Regions from separate parts of the Mus musculus genome. Here all the other regions are linked to region 1. Evidence: chromatin contacts called from public promoter capture Hi-C and targeted proximity ligation data. All regions are on one chromosome and are shown on one strand. The core of a region is the stretch at or near the end of the contact, and the rest is flanking DNA. Distances in the headings are between cores, read along the strand shown.

Region 1 (3,075 bases), core at 303-2,802:
GAAAAACCAAAAAAAAAAAAAAAAAAAGAAAGAAAGAAAGAAGAAAAAAAACATTCAACTAGACTTCTCTCCAGTGGTTTCATAAAGCAGCAAACACCTGCTCTAAGGAGAAGACACAGCTGGCAAAAGAGAGACATCCATACAAGCCAGCAGCCTGCACCATGAAGACTGCCAAGACTCAGGATAGAGCCCTAGAAAAGATGACTAGATTATGACCTTTGATAGACAGCCCAAGGCAGCTCAACAGGAAACTAAGCCACAGACCATCTCCCAAAGTTAGTAGGTAACAGCCTAGAGATTTGAGCTAGAGGAAGTGGACGTTGTTATTGGGAACCTGCAAGGACTCCACTGTACTGTGCAGTAATTCCTAATCAGAGGTTAAAACTCCCCTTTCTGGTAGGGTGGTGGTGGTACACAGCTTTAATCCCAGCACTAGGGTGGCAGAGGCAAGCAGATTTCTGTGAGTTCGAGGCCAGTATGCTCTACAGAGTGAGTTCCAGGACAGCCAGAGCTAAAACCAAATACCCCAACCTTGGAGGGGGGTAAGCAAGGAGCCAAAAACAAAAAAAACTAAGACAAACAAACAAAAAAACCCTTGCCTTTCTAGCCAGGCAGTGGTAGCATATGGCTTTGATCCCAGCAGAGGATCTCTGAGTTGGAGGCCAGCCAGCTCTACAGAGCTAGTTCCAGGCCAGCCAGGGCTGTCCAAAAACAAGAGAAACCCTATCTCAAACAAAACAAAACAAAACAAACTCCCAGGGCTGTCTAGAGGTGTAAGTGACAAGTAATACGGATATGTGGAAAAGTTTTTGCTACAGTAAAGTGCTGTCTGTGTAAAAGGCAACTTGTCTCTGAGCAACAGGACTCCCATCAGAAAGCACACACCCAGCAGGGCTGTACACTGCAAGCCAAACGTTAACCCACCTCCTGGCCTCTCATTATCTAAACCTACAAGGCCAGATGTACTAGAAAAACAACTTCGCAGAAGTTTAAAAACAACACAACTGAAGAAGGGCCATACTCCAAGGGCAGGGAATAGGCAAGGACACCCCCAGGGCCAGAACAAGGGGCTAAGGGAGTGAGGGCATGCTAACCCAGCGGGAATCATGGGGTTGTCTCCCTTCCAGAAGCTGATAGAGAGGACAGAGCAGCTTCCCGGGGAGACCCGAGGGATGCGCTGAGGACAGAGGCAGAAGGAAGAGGACCCTGGGGTGAGGTTAAATAATGCTGAGTCTTCCCAAAGGCTCTGGGGAAAAAAAGAGGAAGCGGGAATCAGAGTTCTCCAAAGCTTTGGGGTCGATGGGCAGGGCCCGGGCCTGGACTGGATCCAGAACCTCCGGGTACAGAGAGAGATCCCAACGCAGGGATGCGGAGCGCAGAGTCAGGGACCAGGGCGTGCGGGGGCGGGGTCCTCACCGGCCGCCACATGTCCCCGGCAGTGCTCTCTTCCCGGTTTCGCCGCAGACGTCCCTGGTGCCCAGACGACCCCGCGAAAGAGTAGGCAATGCGCTTGCGCACCGGCCCACACGCGCCACACAGACCTGGGTAGAGTGGAAGGGCCACGCCCCCAAAACGTGACGTGACCGCCTCGGCGTGCAGCGGCCCCTTGAGGTCGCCCGGGGCATAGCCTCATGGGAGACACCAAGTGATGAGTCTTTACCAAGTGTTTTCCTTTGTTTATTGTATGTGAATGTTATGGAGCAATTTTCAAGAGTCGGTTGGTGCTTGCTTTCCACCGTCTGTTTTATTTCTGTTGCCCTGTGCAAGCCAGGCTAAGTTTGCGGGCAATTTTCCTCTTCCCACTCCTATTTCACTCTAGAAGTGCTTTTTACATTGTTCCAGGAACTTGGCTTCCTAGGGTAGCCCTTTTACCCACTCAGCCATATTCCCAGACCCTTGAATTGGCTCTTTAATTTTGTCGGGCTCTCGTTCCTTTCTGAAAAGTGACAGTGTAACTCAAAGCTGACACTTGGTCATTTTCACAACTCTCAGTATTCGCTCGCACAGGCAGTTTGGCAACACCTGTTGAGACAGCCACCAAAGCTAGAGACACCCTCGCTTTCTTGCCAACTATGTCAGTTAGAGTCCAGGTTCTTTTTTGTTTGTTTGTTTGGTTGGTTGGTTGGTTTGTTTTGTTTTGTTTTGTTTTTTCTTTTCTTTTTTTTTCTAAGACAGGGTTTCTCTGTGAAGAGTCCTGGTTCTTTGTCCCCCTACTCTTCACTCTCTGTGATACCCAATCCTTCTGCAAATCCTCCTCTGGAGGGGTCCTTACTACCTGGTTCCTCAGAACTCCCCTGAAGTTCCTGCTTCCCTAGCCACGGGTGCTCTTCTCAGCAACTGTCCTAATGTTGACCATTGGGTTCTTTGAGGTCACCTGAGCCTCCCCCCACCCACCCACTGGAACTGGCAAGCTGCCTTCTGGTTGAACATGGCTCTAAGCAGGCTCTAAGATAATGTCATGTCCCCAATTGGCTTTGGAGTGCCTGGAAGGTGGCAGAGTGGCTGTATGAGGGGGTCACAAAAGTCTGTGAGCCAGACGATGTCAGGCAATGGCCTCCTTCCAGTTCATTCATTCTGGACGTCCTTGCAAGCCTAGGAAGTACGTGTAGCTGAGATGTCTGGGCGCAACTGGAAAGCAATGTGTCAGGGACAAAATGGATTCAGGGTGCACAGAGCCCAGGATGAAAAGGCAGAAATGGGTGTTCCGAGACTGGGCTACTTATAAAGCACAGGGGAGAGAGATTGTGGCAATTAGGTCCAGATATACAGTAGGGAACAGATCAAAGTCCTCAGCCCTGTGAGGTCACACCCGAACCAGGGAGACCTAGCTGGGAGCTACCAGGAACCTGTTGGAAAGTCAGGGCAACCAAGTAGCCCAGCAACTCCAGAATACTTATTTAGCCCAAACCTTTCCAAACATTATATCATACAGTCTTGGCCAGCAGCCTGTCCCTGAGCGTCTGCAGCAGTTGGAAGCCTGTGTATTTTTGGGTGACATATGTCAGGATATATACATAAAGTAACTCAAAAATACAGAGGCTCAGAGACCAGGAAGTCTCAAACCTCACAGTGCAA
Region 2 (3,075 bases), core at 269-2,768, 480 kb after region 1:
CTGTCAAGTGCAGCAAACAGTCAGGAGGGCAGGTTTGACCTCCACAAAGGCTGCTTAGAGAAACCAGCTGTAGCAAACGTCTTGTGGAATGGAACCTAGGGGACGTCTGTGTGAGCATCCAGTTACCCTGTCCCCTACAGTTCTTAGACAGCATGTGCTACTGCCAGCTGTGATCTGTGCGTGCCACTAGCCTTGGTGTTGTGCATTGTTTTTAAGGTTTATTTTATGTGTATGTGATAATGAGTGCCTACATGTATGTGCGTTTGGTACCCATCAAGACCAGAAGAGGGCAGCAGATCCCCTGGAAGTGGAGTAACAGGTAATTGTGAACTTGTGTGAGTGCTGGGAATTGAACTTGGGTCTTCTGCAAGAGCAGAAGTACTCTTAACCAACGAGCCCTCAATGTCACATTTTTAAAAAACGGGTTCTATCTGTAGTGCCTGCCCCCCCCCCAAGAGGCTCTGCTAACACTGTGGTACAAGGCTCTTCATCATTTGTGTTCTTAGTGCAGACTCTCCAGTGTGGCTAGGGTCCTAGTTAAACAGACACAAATAGGTAGATCCAAGGACATGGGAATTGTCTTCCAAGCATTGGCCCTGTTCTGACTTCTAGGGCCAGTAGAGGGTTAACCCCTCCTGATCTGCTAAACTAGCTAACCCTTCTCAGGATAGGTAGAAGTCCACAGCAAGCTGCAGCATTCTGAGCGGGCTATGACAGAAGTCAGGAGCAGAGTGGGGGGCAGAGCTGGTCAGGGGTCAGATGATGTTTAAATCAGAGGACAGCCAGGGTCTCTATATAGAAAGGGGAGGTGCCGGTGGGTAGAAGGGCAGAGGTAGGACTGAGGGCAGTTGAGGGGTGGATAGAGGTTTTCGGGGGGTGGGGGAGTCTGCTGGATGTGACAAGTGAGAAATGCTCCCTCTTCGTGGTTCCATTGCTTCAAGGGAGCCCATAGTGGAACGGAGAGCGTCACATTTGGGGAGAAAAGAGAAACTCGCCATTATGAAAAGTGGGTTTGCACGGAATTCTGGTCCAGGAAGAGACAGGCAGTCAGGATTTAAAGAGTATCCCATCAGTCTCTGCTGCGGTGCATCTTTAGTGATGCGTTCCTTGGCTACCTGAGGAGGGAACTGGTCCCATTTCTGAGACCATATGGTTTCTTACCACTGAAGTGCCTGCCCCCAGATGCCCTTGACCCTTGATGCCCCATTCAGACTCTCTACATCGGGCCGAGTTCAGGACACTTGTCATGGGAGCAGGATCGGGATGCGGTGCTGGAAGAACTGGCTTCAAGAGTTGGGCAAAAGTGGTTCCCGAAGAGGCCAGGCACAGTCTGCTGGGAGAACCACAGCTGCCTGGGAAACCTTGGAGAGGCCTCCGCAGGAATGGGTGGTGCCTTTGAGGGGCGCGTCTCTTTGAGGCGGAGCTTTGGGGGAAGCAGGAGTGGTCTGGGAGGACGAGGCGTGCCTGGGGCGGGGTTCTGCCGCCCTGGATCGAGCTACAGTCCAGCACCGGCCTGCAGAGGCGGCTCCGGAGGGGCGGGGCGGCTCCTCCCTCGGGTCCGCTGCGAGCCCGCGCCTCCCAATTCCCGGAGCCGAGGAGGGCTCGCGGCGGCCGCTCCGCTGGGCTCCAGGTTGGGCTGCTGGGCGCTGGGCCAGGGCGGGCGGGAGCGGGGCGAGGGCTTGCGCGGAGGGCGGCGGCCTGGGCTCGCCGAGCCATGGCGGCCCCGGAGCCGGCGCCGAGGAGAGGCCGGGAGCGCGAGCGGGAGGACGAGAGCGAGGACGAGAGCGACATCCTGGAGGAGAGCCCGTGTGGCCGCTGGCAGAAGCGGCGGGAGCAGGTGGGCACGGGTGCGGGTGACGCCGCCGTCCCGTAGCCTAAGGATAGAAGCCATGGGATCCGTGGGGCCGAGCCAGTATGAGGGTCTCCCCGGACGCCCTGGCCTCTGGAGGCCCTCGGATCCCTTTGGCCCCAAGCCCTGGTGAGAAACCCCCATTCCTTGAACACCGGTGTCATACTGGGACCACCTCCACGTGCCTCTTGGATCCCTACTACCGCTCTGGGGATCTCCCCAACCTCTAAAACCTGCGTACCTTCTGGCCCAGCCCCTGGACACCACCCTTCTCCCCCTGGGTTCTTGATTCCCAGCCTTACCTCCTCAGCCCTCCCACTGAGCTGGGCAAGGCTAGCAGCACATTCACGGCTGGGGGAAGGTTGTGGCGGAGACCACGTCCACACCCTGGGTCTATTCGTATCAGGACACACATTCTTCCCACCTAGGTGAACCAAGGGAACATGCCCGGGATCCAGAGCACCTTTCTGGCCATGGACACGGAGGAGGGTGTAGAAGTGGTGTGGAACGAACTTCACTTCGGGGATAGGAAGGCCTTTGCGGCCCATGAGGTGAGGCCTGTCTATACCCGCTTTGCCCCATACCGTTGATTGGCCCCACAACCATCCTCTTTCCCCAGGAGAAGATCCAGACCATGTTTGAGCAGCTGGCGCTGGTGGACCATCCCAACATCGTCAAGCTGCACAAGTATTGGCTGGACGCCTCTGAGGCCCGCGCGAGGGTGAGCTAGGGGCGGGTGAAGGGCGGAGTGAAGCCACAGGCTGGGTGGGGCAGCATGGAGACCCACCCGCAACGGCGGAGCCCGCCTGCCCGCAGGTCATCTTCATCACAGAATACGTGTCGTCTGGCAGCCTCAAGCAGTTCCTCAAAAAGACCAAGAAGAACCACAAGGCCATGAACGCCCGGGTATGGGGAGTGGGCTGGGGACTGGAGGGAGTCCAGCAGAACTTAGGGACAGTAGTGGGGCGGGGGACTCCGAAAAACCTCGGTTCAGGAGTGGGGTAGCGGGCGGGCTCCGCAGGCTCAGCAGCCTTTTGGTGCCCACCCGACGGAGTCGTGCGTCCGCTGCCAGGCCTGGAAGCGCTGGTGTACGCAGATCCTGTCTGCACTCAGGTGAGAGCCTGGCCTTGCCCACGCGCTTGCCCCCTGCTCTGCACCTTTCCGCTGCTCTCTGACCCGGTTCTTCCTGCCTCTCATCCTCTATGCTTGCAGTTTTTTGCACGCCT
Region 3 (3,075 bases), core at 197-2,696, 300 kb before region 1:
AAGCTCCCCAGTTCCCAGGGTGACTGGAGGGGCTCTGTACCCCACTGCTTCTTTACCACCCAAGCCAGACGCACAGACACACCAGACTGGGCAAAGGCTGATATTTGAATATCAGCTCCTGAGCCTTCTTGTCTGTGTTGTGTGGGAGTAAGGGCTGGAGCCATGATGTACAGCTGCGGCAGGTGTGTGTGTGTGTGTGTTGTGTGTGTGTGTGTATAAAACACACCTTTAGTCTCTGAGTTCGAAGCCAGCCTAATCTACAGAATGAGTTCCAGGACAGTTAATGCTACTCAGAGAAATCCTGTCTCGATAAACCAAAAAATAAATGAATGAATGAATGAATAAATAAATAAATGGCTGCCATAGGCCACACATTCAACTGAACAACGAGGGAGACTTCATGGGACATCTAGTAGAAAGGACAACTAAGATCACATCAACAACAGTGCTGAAGTACGGGGGGACTAGTAAAGTGTTTAAATGAGAAACGCTGGTAAAGTTTAAAGGATGCCTTCCCCCAGGGACCTAGGCCAAGCTGGTGGCTGAGGTAGGAAACGCACTTCAGGATCTGAAAATGGGACCAAGTGAGCCAGTGTGTGAGCCAAAGGAGAGAAGATAAGGAAGAGTTAACTGGAGGCAGTAGCAGTCAGGTCCAGGAAAAAGAAAAAAAGGCCTTCAGAAGGAAAACAATCCCTGTTCACCTGTACCTAAATTCCAGAACGAGCTACAGCTGCCCTAAGTCACAAGGATGACGACAAAAAAGGATTCGAGAAGTCCCCTTCTGCTAAACCAAAGCCCTTGGGCCCCTCCTTGCACACACAAACACCCACCTTCAGGTCAAAATGGGAGAGAGGAAGCTACTTTCCCAGGTAGCTTTTGGCCCAGGTATCTGGCCACTGGCTAGACTGGCCAATTAGCAGTGAACACTAGAAAAGAATTCTCCTCTCAGACCCCAGCATTTGGACTACCAATGGGAAATCGCGGTCTCAGATACAGAAGAGCAAATCCTGAGATGCCTTCTGAGTCCGCAGGCGTGACCGACTCCAGGTCATTCAGGTGCAGAAATGAGAGAAGAGATAGTCCCAGAAAGTGATTACTCACGAGGAATGAGGGAGGTTGCACCCAGCCCCAGGCCTGGAGGGAAGCAGCCTTGCTCAGGTTCAACACTGGAGCCCGGGAGCAGGCTAGAAGAGCTGGGATGCTCGGCTATTCTACTCCGCTGGGATCACGTCTTCGGCCAGGCATTCACAACAGCACCGAGCCGCCCACGCCTTCCATCCTTTTGGGGAGTAAAAGCCAAGTGTCCCTTGCCCTAAAAACAAGGAAAGCGACTGCGCCTACTCACCTGCCCCGGCGCGTGGTGGATCCCAACAAGAGAGCCACCGGAAAGGGCTTTGCAAGCTTATCCCACTGTGCCCCACCCGGGCGACTTCCGCTCGCTGGCCAGCGCGCCCCGTTTGTTCTCTAACTCCGCCCCCCGCCAGGTTACAGGGGTGGGGGCGGGGCCAGAAGTTGTCACGGCCCATAAAGGGCTGGGCTAGAGACTGAGAGGCAGGGCCGGGAAGTGTGGCTGAAGGTCACCGAAGGCCAGGCACGACCAGGAGGCGGGGCCAGAGGATGCATTTCTGATGAGAAAGAGCCTACCCAACCACAGTCTCACTACCAACCCCAAAAAGCTTTACCAAAGGCTTTCCCTTACCAAAAATCCCTTTGGGTCCCTGAACCTTAATGATAAGAGTCTTGAGGAGAAGCCGGGTGTGGTGGCGCACACCTTTAATCCCAGCACTCAGGAGGCAGAGGCAGGTGGATTTATGGGTTCGAGGCCAGCCTGGTCTACAAAGTGAGTTCCAGGACAGCCAGGGCTACACAGAGAAACCCTGTCTCAAGAAACCAAAAAAAAAAAAAAAAAAAAAGCTGGGCGGTGGTGGCGTACGCCTTTAATCCCAGCACCTGGGAGGCAGAGGCAGGAGGATTTCTGAGTTTGAGGCCAGCCTGGTCTACAAAGTGAATTCCAGGACAGCCAGGGCTACACAGAGAAACCCTGTCTCGAAAAAACAAACAAACAAACAAAAAAAAGAGTCTTGAGGAGAAAGTACATCTTAACTTCTCAAGAATGCCAGCTACTAGCCGGGCAGTGGTGGCACATGCCTTTGATCCCAGCACTTGGGAGGGAGAGGCAAGCGGATTTCTGAGTTCGAGGCCAGCCTGGTCTACAGAGTGAGTTCCAGGACAGCCAGGGCTACACAGAGAAACCCTGTCTCGAAGAAAAAAAAAAAAAAAAAAGAATGCCAGCTACTGAATAAACCTGATTTTTTTCCTGTCAATTCTCCTTGCCCTAACATGTTCTTCAACTGTCAGAGAGCCTAGGCCTTTAGATTCTAGTAACAAGGAAACACTAGCATAGAGAGAGGGAGGTTGGCAGAACTAAGTGAAGGATGGAGTCACTGGTGATAAAGAAAATGTTTCAAGGAGGATAGAGGGCCTATTGTATCTGCACTACTGAGCGGGTGTGAGGGGAGAGGATATAGTCCTTGGAAAGTGGCAAAGAGGGAGCTATGAGAAAGGAGAGAGTGTGTATGCACATTCACATGCGTGTGTGTGTGTGTGTCTGTGCCTTGAGTGTGTGTATGTTTGTGGTTTGTGCATGTATGTGTAAATGTCTATGCTGTGTATGTGCTATTTGTGTGTGTGTGTGTGTGTGTGTGTGGTATATGTGTATGTGTCTGTGCCGTGTATGTGTGTATGTGTGTGGTATATGTGTATATGTGTGTGCCATGTGTGTATGTGTGTATAATATATGTGTATATGTGTGTGCCATGTATGTGTGTGTGTCTGTGTATGTGTGTATGTGGTGTATGTGTATATGTGTGTGCCGTATGTGTCTGTGTATATGTGTGCTGCCCCTTGATTTAAGTTTTTTTAATCTCCCATCTGAAGGCTTTTGGAGTCACATGATCATTATACTATGTCCAAAGTGAATGAAAAAAAAAAAAGGAAATAAAAAGAAAGGGACCTGTCTGCTCCTAAGGTACAGGTATGGTGGAGGAGAAAGCTTATTGTAGGGAGAGAGCACAG
Region 4 (3,075 bases), core at 351-2,850, 280 kb after region 1:
CTGTTCCTGGCAAACGCCTAGCCGGCAGGGGTCCTGAAAGCAGCTGAAGAGTTTATGGCCCTGCTCCTTGGCATGATCTGTGGAGAAAAGCCGTTTCTCAGTGGGCAGAGCTGGGTCTCTTGGCTCCACCTCACCCCAGCTTCTTACCTTGGGAGCAGTTGTCAAAGTTTAGATCTCCCAGGAGGACGCTGAAGGCTACAGCCTCATCACTCTGCCGGTTCTCAGCCTCGAACTCTTCCACCCATTCCAGCAGCAGCGTTAGCTGTTTGCAGCGAATATGTCCATCCTCTGAGAGGAGAGATGAAGTTGGCTTAGCCCAGAGTAGGGATCTAAGACCTCACCCTGTGGGTCCTGATCTGTAAACCACCCAAGGCATTTCTTGGGATGTCTGGGGCAGAGAACATTGGGATGTGGGGACAGACGTGTTGGTAAGGTTAAGGGACCTACTGCCTTCGAAGGAGAGAAGAGGGGCTACCTACCCACATTTCAAACCCTCCTGCAGGGCTCACCAACGGGTGCATGCAAATGTGTACAATGAAGGTATCCCACGATGGGGTGCCCGTCCACGATGCCTAGCTGCGCCTGCAACACCACCCACAGTTCCAGGTCTTCTTGCTCTCCTGGTTAAATCTATTGCTTACGCTCTCCCCGCTAGGGCTCACTGCAGCCTGGGTTAGTACCTGGACTGATAGTAGACCTTTGGAGGCCATGGCGTCCTCGCGACGAGCGTTAGGAAAGCAACGGAAGGTGGCACGCAGCAACGGGTAGCGCGAGGCCAGTAGAAGCCCACTGCCCAGTACCTTGATGTACGGCCCAGCCATTAAGCCAAATGTGCCCACATCATATATCACCGGGCCCAGATTTGGTACCAAGACACGCACAAGACGACGAGCTGCGCGGAGGTCGAACACTTCCTGCAGACACACGAAGTCCAAGCCCATAGGTAATGTGGCCTTCAGCTCACCACCAGGCACCCTAGGCGGCGGCTGACTGCATTCGGAAACCCTATACTGTGACGATTGAAGGCTATCTAGCAGTGCGGCCCCTACAGCCTCGGCGCGCTGCAGGCTGTGCGACAGGTTGTTAAAATGAGCCAGCCCGTGGGGCAATAGGCACAGATTAGCAGTGAGAAAGACAAAGCAGCGCCGGCGCTCAGCAGGCGGATGCCAGGGCTGTGGCCACACCCAGCATGCCGGAGGGGGCTGATAGCAGAAGGGGCGGCGCCAGACCTGGAGGGGCAGCCAGAGCGCAAGGCCGACCAACGCTAAGGGTAGGCCGACCACCACCAGTGGTAGCAACACCCCACTTCCTGCCAGGACTTTGAACCACCCCAAGCTTTTGGATCGGACGCTTGGTGCCCAGCAGCCCAGCAACTGGTCCAGGGACCAGTAAGTCGGGAAAAGCAGCACGCGGGATAAACTGTAGAGGGCTTGCAGCACTGGGTTCGGGAAAGGTGAAGGCCTCAGGGCGTTGGGTGTCAGGGGCCAGTCCTCTTGGGGCACTGGGCTCCTTCGCCGCGAAATGTCAGGGAGACTCATTGGTTTCCAGCGGCGGCGGAGGTCAAGACCAGGTGGCACAACCTGTGCGCGCCGCTAGTAATGCCCGGACGTCCCGCGAGCCTGAGTGCTGGCCACTGGCCCCACCCACTCAGAACTTCTGTGGCGGTTGGAAACGAACAACAATTTAAAAAAAAAAAAAAACCCGTAAAAGAAATCCGAGCTTTACAGCCCTGCCCTATTTCCTCCTTGTACTTGCGGGGGTCCACTTAGTGCTTCGGAGAAAAACTTAGGGCCCTGCCTACTCTCCCCTCCCCCACCCCTCCAATACACTTTACAGCCTGACTACTCACAGCCAGGTAGGTTCACCACAGCCTCTCAATCCGGTGCCTGGCTTAGTGCAGAGACTCAGCACCGATGGCTTGCAGAGGCTGAGACTTCAAACCCGGGGAGGGACCGTTAGTTCTACACCTGAGGCAGCTTGCCCAGACAGGTAAAAGGAAATCCTCCATTCTATGAGCCCTGTAACAGACTTAAGTTCTTTTAATTCTGTGTTTTATTTTTGTTTGTTTTGTTTTGTTTCTCGGGGCAGGGTTTCTCTGTGACTCTGGCTGTCCTGGAACTTGCTCTGTAGACCAGGCTGGCCTCGAACTCACAGAGATCTGCCTGCCTCTGCCTCCGGATTGCTGGGATTAAAGACATGTACCAGCACCGCCCCTCTTGACTTTAGTTTCTTGACAATGATCCCTTGGGCTTTCACAGACTTTTCTTGGCTCCCCTTGGAAGTCTGACTCCTTAACTCCAGCTGTGAGCCAGCAAACACCCTGACATCGACCATCAGTGTCTCTTAAGTAACCCATCAGGTTTGTCTTGGCTGGCGATCTTCAGCCGGCTTGCCAGGATAGTCCTGGAGACTTTGGATGAAGGCAACTGTTGATGAGCTGGGCAGTCTGGGCAGAAGGCATTGAACTCTGCAGGGCAGGTGGGGGTGGGGGTGGGGGTGGGGCGAGGTATCCCAGCTGGAGAACCATGCCTCTTTCTAACCGGAAGTTGTATTGGTACTGATAGATTCCTGTTTGAATCCGCCCCCCCCCCCCCAAGGCTCTGCTGTTCCTTGACTGGCAAGAACTGGTTTTCTAAGTCCCTAGTTCTTTTATTCCTTTCTGCCTTGTCACTGCCCTAGCGCCTGCAACTTCAGGCAAGCCAGAAACTACTCCAGGCTTTTCCACACTGCCCTTCTCATGAACCAACCCCATTTTGGTCTCCACTCTTCTAGAAACACCACGATGTTTCCAATCTCAGCCTACCCATTGATTTCAATACCCCCCTCCCACAAGGGCCCCAATTTTTCCAACCCATGTTCCTTTTTTTTCATTTATTTATTCATTTTACATCCCCATAGATGCCCCCTGCTCCTGGTCCCCCCTCCCACAATCCCTCGCCCTATCCCCCCCAACCCATGTTTTTCATTCTCTGGTCAGCTCTGGTCCCCCATGCTTAGACAGAACCCATCCTTTTCTCAGACCTTGGGCATCTTCACAAGGGGCTGCCATCTCCCAGGCTCCCTTGCCCAGGTTTG

The links. Promoter capture Hi-C pulls out the DNA fragments that hold promoters and counts their contacts. Capture Hi-C pulls out chosen DNA fragments and counts their contacts.
Region 2: a contact with region 1 is called in a promoter capture Hi-C map of adipose tissue. A contact is called at or near these places in 1 of 39 promoter capture datasets (liver), 2 of 130 datasets of targeted methods (bone marrow-derived macrophages and extraembryonic endoderm stem cells) and 1 of 9 other capture datasets (adipose tissue).
Region 3: a contact with region 1 is called in a promoter capture Hi-C map of pre-B cells, with 5 times the contacts expected there. A contact is called at or near these places in 12 of 39 promoter capture datasets (the 3T3-L1 cell line, 3T3-L1-derived adipocytes, the C10 cell line and 7 more), 1 of 484 Hi-C or Micro-C datasets (B cells), 2 of 130 datasets of targeted methods (embryonic stem cells and pancreatic cancer cells) and 3 of 9 other capture datasets (adipose tissue, embryonic stem cells and pancreatic islet).
Region 4: a targeted proximity ligation map of pancreatic cancer cells shows a contact between it and region 1. A contact is called at or near these places in 3 of 130 datasets of targeted methods (embryonic stem cells, memory CD8 T cells and pancreatic cancer cells) and 1 of 9 other capture datasets (pancreatic islet).

Annotation. Positions count from the first base shown.
Region 1 is chr15:76,574,836-76,577,910 of GRCm38.p6, reverse strand. It overlaps Adck5 (aarF domain containing kinase 5), which reads right to left and starts at 1,552. Exons shown (of 15, transcript NM_172960.3): 1 at 1,417-1,552. The coding sequence starts at 1,428.
Region 2 is chr15:76,090,133-76,093,207 of GRCm38.p6, reverse strand. Nrbp2 (nuclear receptor binding protein 2) reads left to right here and starts at 1,518. Exons shown (of 18, transcript NM_001358359.1): 1 at 1,518-1,837; 2 at 2,278-2,400; 3 at 2,469-2,570; 4 at 2,666-2,755; 5 at 2,922-2,962; 6 at 3,062-3,075. The coding sequence starts at 1,715. It overlaps Gm41349 (a long non-coding RNA gene), which reads right to left and starts at 2,503. Exons shown (of 4, transcript XR_003951571.1): 1 at 2,152-2,503; 2 at 1,162-1,874.
Region 3 is chr15:76,877,624-76,880,698 of GRCm38.p6, reverse strand. It overlaps Zfp7 (zinc finger protein 7), which reads right to left and starts at 1,446. Exons shown (of 5, transcript NM_145916.3): 1 at 1,346-1,446.
Region 4 is chr15:76,292,897-76,295,971 of GRCm38.p6, reverse strand. It overlaps Smpd5 (sphingomyelin phosphodiesterase 5), which reads right to left and starts at 1,600. Exons shown (of 7, transcript NM_001195537.2): 1 at 681-1,600; 2 at 510-582; 3 at 148-288; 4 at 1-77. The coding sequence starts at 1,538.